2 separate regions of the Mus musculus genome follow, and region 1 is linked to region 2. Evidence: chromatin contacts called from public HiChIP or PLAC-seq data. All regions are on one chromosome and are shown on one strand. The core of a region is the stretch at or near the end of the contact, and the rest is flanking DNA. Distances in the headings are between cores, read along the strand shown. Region 1 overlaps Cdh23 (cadherin 23 (otocadherin)). Region 2 overlaps Cdh23 (cadherin 23 (otocadherin)).

Region 1 (2,762 bases), core at 73-2,572, 280 kb before region 2:
TCAGGTGATCATGGCTGTGCTGGCTTGGCTCCCCTGCCCAGCAGTATCCTGAGTCTCTGCATCAGAATCTCTGATCGTCCAGGGAATTCCCTAACCTGCCAAGGTGACCAAATCCTTAGCAATGAGGCCAGGCTGTCCACCTAAGGGTGGACAGTATCAGAAATCAGAAATATATCTGCAGGCTGACAGTCTCACTCCTGAAGGAGGGCTCAAGTCTGAAGTACTAGTTTCCTTCCTGCTGCATGCCCTTGCAATGGCTGCCTCAGTTTCCCTATCTTATAATCTAGGCATAGCAGGCCTCTGTCACTGCGTGCCTTGCCTGTTCCCAGTAGGTCTGACACTAGAGGAGGCTTAAGACACCCCCCCCCACCTTGCCACCTGTAGAGATTTTCAGTCCTGACCTATGACCCCTAGTTTTATTTTACTTAGAAGCTCAGGGCGGAGGGGTGGAGGGTTAGCCAGAGATCCTGTGTTCTTAGCACATTCTTAGCTAATGCTGCTGCTGTGTGGAGGGGGTGCAGACCCCACTTGGGTCTGCTGTGTTAGCCCCGCTGTACCCCCTGAGTATCAGAGTGCTGCCTTATCCAGCCTGGGTGATTCAGCCCTGGACAACAGCTAGCCTTAGAGCAGTGGTTCTCAATCTGTGGGTTGCAACCCCCTTCGGAGGTTCAAACAACTGTTTCCCAGGGATCACCTGAGACCATTGGAACACACAGCTATTTACATTACAATTTGTAACAGTAGTAAAATTGCAATTATGAAGTGGCTGGGGATCACCACACCGTGAGGAACTGCATTCAAGGGTTGCAGCATTAGGAAGGTTGAGAGCCACTGCCTTGGAGCGAGGTGTGGGATCCCAGGAGCCTCTCTGCCTGTCTTGCAGGCTTGCAGGCCTCCTGATTGGGAAACAGGTTATGCTCGCTTTACCTCAGCTGGAGTCCCTCCTAGGTACCAGGCAGGCACGTCAGCGAGGAAGGACACTGGAGAGATGACTCTACTTATGGGCAAGCTCCACCCCCAGCCCCGCCTCCTGTGTTTACAGAGTGGTCATACGCAGTCCATAATCACTCCTGACAGCCTTCATTAAAAGCACAGGGACAATTAATAGTCAATTAAGGCACAGAGAGCTGCTTTCCTTCTCTAGGTGCTTCCCCACTGACACTTGTCACCGAGGGAGTCCCAAGGAATCTGTGGACGTGGGATGTCATGGAGGGGATGGTGGCTTCTGAAGCTGGGGTGGCCGAAGCTCCTGGCTGAGCACTCTGTGGTGCATTCAGCCACAGGCTATGGAGGAAGTGCTTGAGCCTGGTCGGTCCCCAAGGGAGCACTCACTTCACTCTCAGAGCATCCATCTTCCTGTACAGCAGGGCTGGTTAGTGTAGTTCGCAGAGTGTTATGCTTTTGTGATGAAATACTGAATGGTATGTGCTGCGTGGCAAGGATGGTTGTCCCCCCACCGGCTCAGCTGGGGATGTCCCTTCCTCCTGTGCAGGGCACTGCAACAGACCTGAAGCCATGCAGACAGCAACAGCACCAGGTCTTCCCTGGCCTCCTTCAGCCTCTTACTTTTTAATTTGTTTCCATTCATTTATTTATTTATTTATTTATTTTACAACCTAATCACTGCTCCCTCTCCCCATCCTCCTCAAACATAATCCCTCCCCTTTTCCTCTGAGAGGGTGGGGGCTCCCCTGGATATCACCCCTCCCCCATTTGTCACATCAAGTCTCTGTGGGGCTAGTCACATCCTTTTCCACTGAGGCCAGACAAGGCAGCCCAGTTAAGGGAACAGATTCCACAGGCAGGCAATAGCTTTAGGGACAGCCCCTACTCCAGTTGTGAGGGGACCCACATGAAAACCAAGCTACACATCTGCTACATATGTGCCGTGGGCCTCCGTCCAGCCTCAATATACTCTTTGGTTGGTAGTTTAGTCTCTGTGAGCCCCCAAGAGTCTAGGTTAGTTGACTCTGTTGGTCTTCCTGTGGAGTTCCTATCCCCTCCAGGACCCACAATCTTCTCCCCAACTCTTCTATAAGACACCCCAAGCTCTGTCCAATGTTAGGCTGTGGGTCTCACACAGACTCTTACAGTCTCTGGAAGAGAAGATAGAAGGCGAGGTGTGTGTGTGTGTGTGTGTGTGTGTGTGTGTGTATTCGTTCTTCTAGATGAGGCCTCTGACCTCAGAAAACCAGGATCCCAGGGTGGACAGCCTCTTTGGAGAATGAAGATGCCCACCCCTGACTCCACGGAAGATGCAAACAGCTCTGTTGGAGGCCGTGCTCTTCCTTAGCTCGGTGCATGTGTGTGGTGGGCTGGAGAACTCAGGCAGCAGAATGGCATTGCCTGCCGTTCAGCCCCCAAATGTCAATATCTGGGTCTGTTTGGGAAATAGCATGTTCTGAAATTAGACCAGGAACTGTATAGAAAAGACAGCCTGCCTGCCTATGACCCCCAACAGGGACTGATCCCTGCCTCAGCCTGGTGCCCTCATTCAGGGTGCTGACATATGGACGGTGACACATGACATCCGACACGTGCCCAGCACAGATCCGGGCACACCGTCAAGGCTTCAGTTCTCAGCTCCTCCGCTCCCCACCCACTTCCTGGCAGAAAACGACACTTTTTTCCTCTCCTGAAATCATATTCTGCCTTGTTCCATGCTCATTAAAGGATGCTAGGGAGTGGATGCATGCCCACCCCCTGCTGCCCTGCCCTCTCACCCGGGCAGGCTCTCTTCTCGGCATCTGTGTGTGTGGCTG
Region 2 (2,700 bases), core at 96-2,595:
CAGTGAGAGTCCTTACTGTCACTGTCCTGCTCATTAGACGCCATGCATGTGGACCCCGAGCCTTTGCCTGTGGGAACAAAGAGAGGTCTGTTAGGTGAGTGTAAGGCCCATGAGGTTGCAGGGTGAGTCCAGGCTAGTGACTTCTCTTGCCTTTCACAGGAATGCATGCTAATGCCTGCCTGGCAGTGCTCGCCCAGGGGAGTCTGTACATCTGTGTGCATGTCTTACATTCTCAGATGGACAGACACACACACACTCTCTCTCTTCTCTCTCTTCTCTCTCTCTCTCTCTCTCTCTCTCTCCCTCTCCCTCTCCCTCTCCCTCTCCCTCTCCCTCTCCCTCTCCCTCTCCCTCTCCCTCTCCCTCTCCCTCTCCCTCTCCCTCTCCCTCTCTCTCTCTCTCTCTCTCTCCTCCCAGCCGTTTGGCCAGGATCAACTCAAACTCAGGACACATTCAGTCCCCCATTTGCCTGCATTTTTTCACAAGCACTGACACTGTAGGTTCAGATATACACACCCTCTTACATTAAAAAAAAACAAAACAAAAAAAAAAAAGGTCACTCTGTCACAAATAGACACACACACAAGATAATCACACGTCTGCACCCCACATACATGCACCCACTTCTTACACGAAACTAGTAGTCATGTGGCAGGTATGCAGACACCTCTCCAGCCCCACCGGCCTGCCTGCCCACCTGCCCTGGACTCCCAAGCCATGGCCACCTGTGCAGAATACCTCACCTGCCTGTACCTGTAGCTCCATGGACCCGTAGAACCGTTGTTCTGGGTGGTGGTTTTTTAATTCTATCACTAGACAGCAGTAGAGGCCGCTGTCCCTTGGGGTCACATTGCGCAGGGTGATAGAGAAGTTACCGTGGTGGTCAGAAGCTAGCTCTAGCCCATGCTTCTGGGGCTGGTCATGGCTGGCGTTGGCTTTCAGGTGGCTTCCGTGGTGCTGAAGGTGCTGCAATGTGAAGTTGCGTATGGGCCGGTGTTCTTTGCACATCTGGACCTCGCCTCGTGAGCTGAGGTACCACGTCTTGTAGATGGTCACATCGTGCCCTTTGGACACGGGGCCCAGAATCCTGCAGGTGAGGGTGGCATTCTGTCCCTCGGGACACACATAGAGAGAATATGGAGTGGTGACCTTGAAGGCTGCTACCAGACCTGTTCAGAGAGAAGAGCACCCCTGTCACCTGCCTGAGTGAGCGGCACTCCTCGCTGCCCTCCAGATGAGAAAGCGTGACTTCAGCCTCTTCCCTTGCAAGCCAGACCCTGGGCAAGCCAGCTGATCTGAGCCTTGGCCTCTTGCTTAGTAACAAGACCCACATGGGAGAAGCCTCCAGGCCTCCCAAGTGGGAGGGGAGCCAGACAAAAGACAGGCCAGCCAACATGGGGCCTTCTCCCAAGTAGAGCATGAGTCCCAGCCCCAGCTCCCTGGCAGGCAATGGCCCCACCTTGGACAACTCTGTCCTGCACAAGGAGCAGGTACAGAGGAGAATGAAAGGCCTCAGTCTTTGGCCACGCTGAGGGGTGCCAGCATCTTCTACCCACCCCCTCTCCTCATCCAGGCAATGCCTTCTTCCGTAGCCTCCTCCCAGAGCACTAACTGAATGCCCACACAGATGGGGCCAGTGCCTGGTACCCTACCTCAGCTTGACAGCCAGGGACCCAGCTGAGCAAGCAAGCCTGCATTAAGGACCCTGTGGGCAGAGACAAACCAGTGCCCAGTTTTCAGAGACTTGGGAGGGAGAAAAAAAAATGCCCTTTAGGGCTGGGCATGGCCCCTCCCCCCGGGTCTTTGGACTTTGAGTGAGAATTTAAAGGCGAGCATTTCGACTTAGGCACGATGGTAGGGGAAGCAGGGAAAGTCGAAGCGTGTGAGGGACAGGGATGAGGAACGCGTGACAGGTCCTCGTGTTCCGCACCCGCTACCCACCCAAATGCAGTCCTCTGCCCTAAGCAGATAAAGAAGTCCTCTTGCCTACCATAACCTCGGCTCCCACTGCCCTACTGCTTAACCTGATGGTTCACCCCAGACATACTATGTAGCTGAAGATGACCCTGAATTGATCTCCCTGTCTCTACCTCTCAAGAGCTGAGATTATGAATATAGGCCAGCAACCCAGTTTAAAAGGCACAGAGTCTCAAACCCAGGACTCTGTGTATACTGGGGAAGCACTCTACCAGCTGAGCCATATCCCCAGCCCAAGTTCACTCTAGAGACTGGAATATGAGCTGGACACTCCGTTCCTCTAACTAACCACGTGAGCTGTTTTCTCCTCTCTAAGAAGAAAGATGTTCACGGCAGCACGGGGTAGGAGGGGAGGAAAGATGGGTATGCTGAGGGCTCTGGTCACCACAGCTCAGCATTGCTCTGGTTTTAACTGATATTGCAGGGGGTACGGGAGGGCTAACAGGGAAAAGGTTTAGAATATAAAGAGATTACAAATGGAGGGGCAGGGACGGGGTGGGGGCCAGTCACAGCTCAGCCAGAAAAATATTTGCCTCAAAACCATGAGGATCCAAGTTTGGACTCTTAGAACTCAGGTAAAATTCTGGAGATGTTAGAACAGGTCTGTAACTCCAATGATGCTGAGTGGGGCAGGAGAAGCAGGTGGGTGCCTAGAATTCGACTGCCAGCTAGATAGACCTGGTGAAGTTCCAAACAAATGAGAGACCCTATCTGTCTCAGTTA

The links. HiChIP or PLAC-seq counts read pairs in DNA pulled down with a chosen protein or histone mark.
Region 1: a contact with region 2 is called in an H3K27ac HiChIP or PLAC-seq map of microglia, with 4 times the contacts expected there. The contact joins two enhancer-like sites. A contact is called at or near these places in 11 of 39 promoter capture datasets (the C10 cell line, the HPC-7 cell line, embryonic stem cells and 4 more), 5 of 115 datasets of contacts at active chromatin or transcription factors (embryonic stem cells, epiblast stem cells, microglia and 1 more) and 1 of 9 other capture datasets (embryonic stem cells).

Annotation. Positions count from the first base shown.
Region 1 is chr10:60,634,356-60,637,117 of GRCm38.p6, reverse strand. All of the region lies in intron 4 of Cdh23 (cadherin 23 (otocadherin)), which reads left to right. Among named protein-coding and RNA genes, the nearest start is that of Gm51803, 51 kb to the left of the region's middle. Within about 2 kb of position 1,322, at least 33 of the 459 cell types and tissues checked have an H3K27ac peak or open chromatin away from gene starts, as enhancers often do. A contact at or near this core is called in microglia, where this site is marked.
Region 2 is chr10:60,356,311-60,359,010 of GRCm38.p6, reverse strand. The region is part of intron 39 of Cdh23 (cadherin 23 (otocadherin)); the gene reads left to right. Vsir (V-set immunoregulatory receptor) reads right to left here. Exons shown (of 7, transcript NM_028732.4): 2 at 744-1,169; 3 at 17-67. Among named protein-coding and RNA genes, the nearest start is that of Vsir, 11 kb to the right of the region's middle. Within about 2 kb of position 1,345, at least 12 of the 459 cell types and tissues checked have an H3K27ac peak or open chromatin away from gene starts, as enhancers often do. A contact at or near this core is called in microglia, where this site is marked.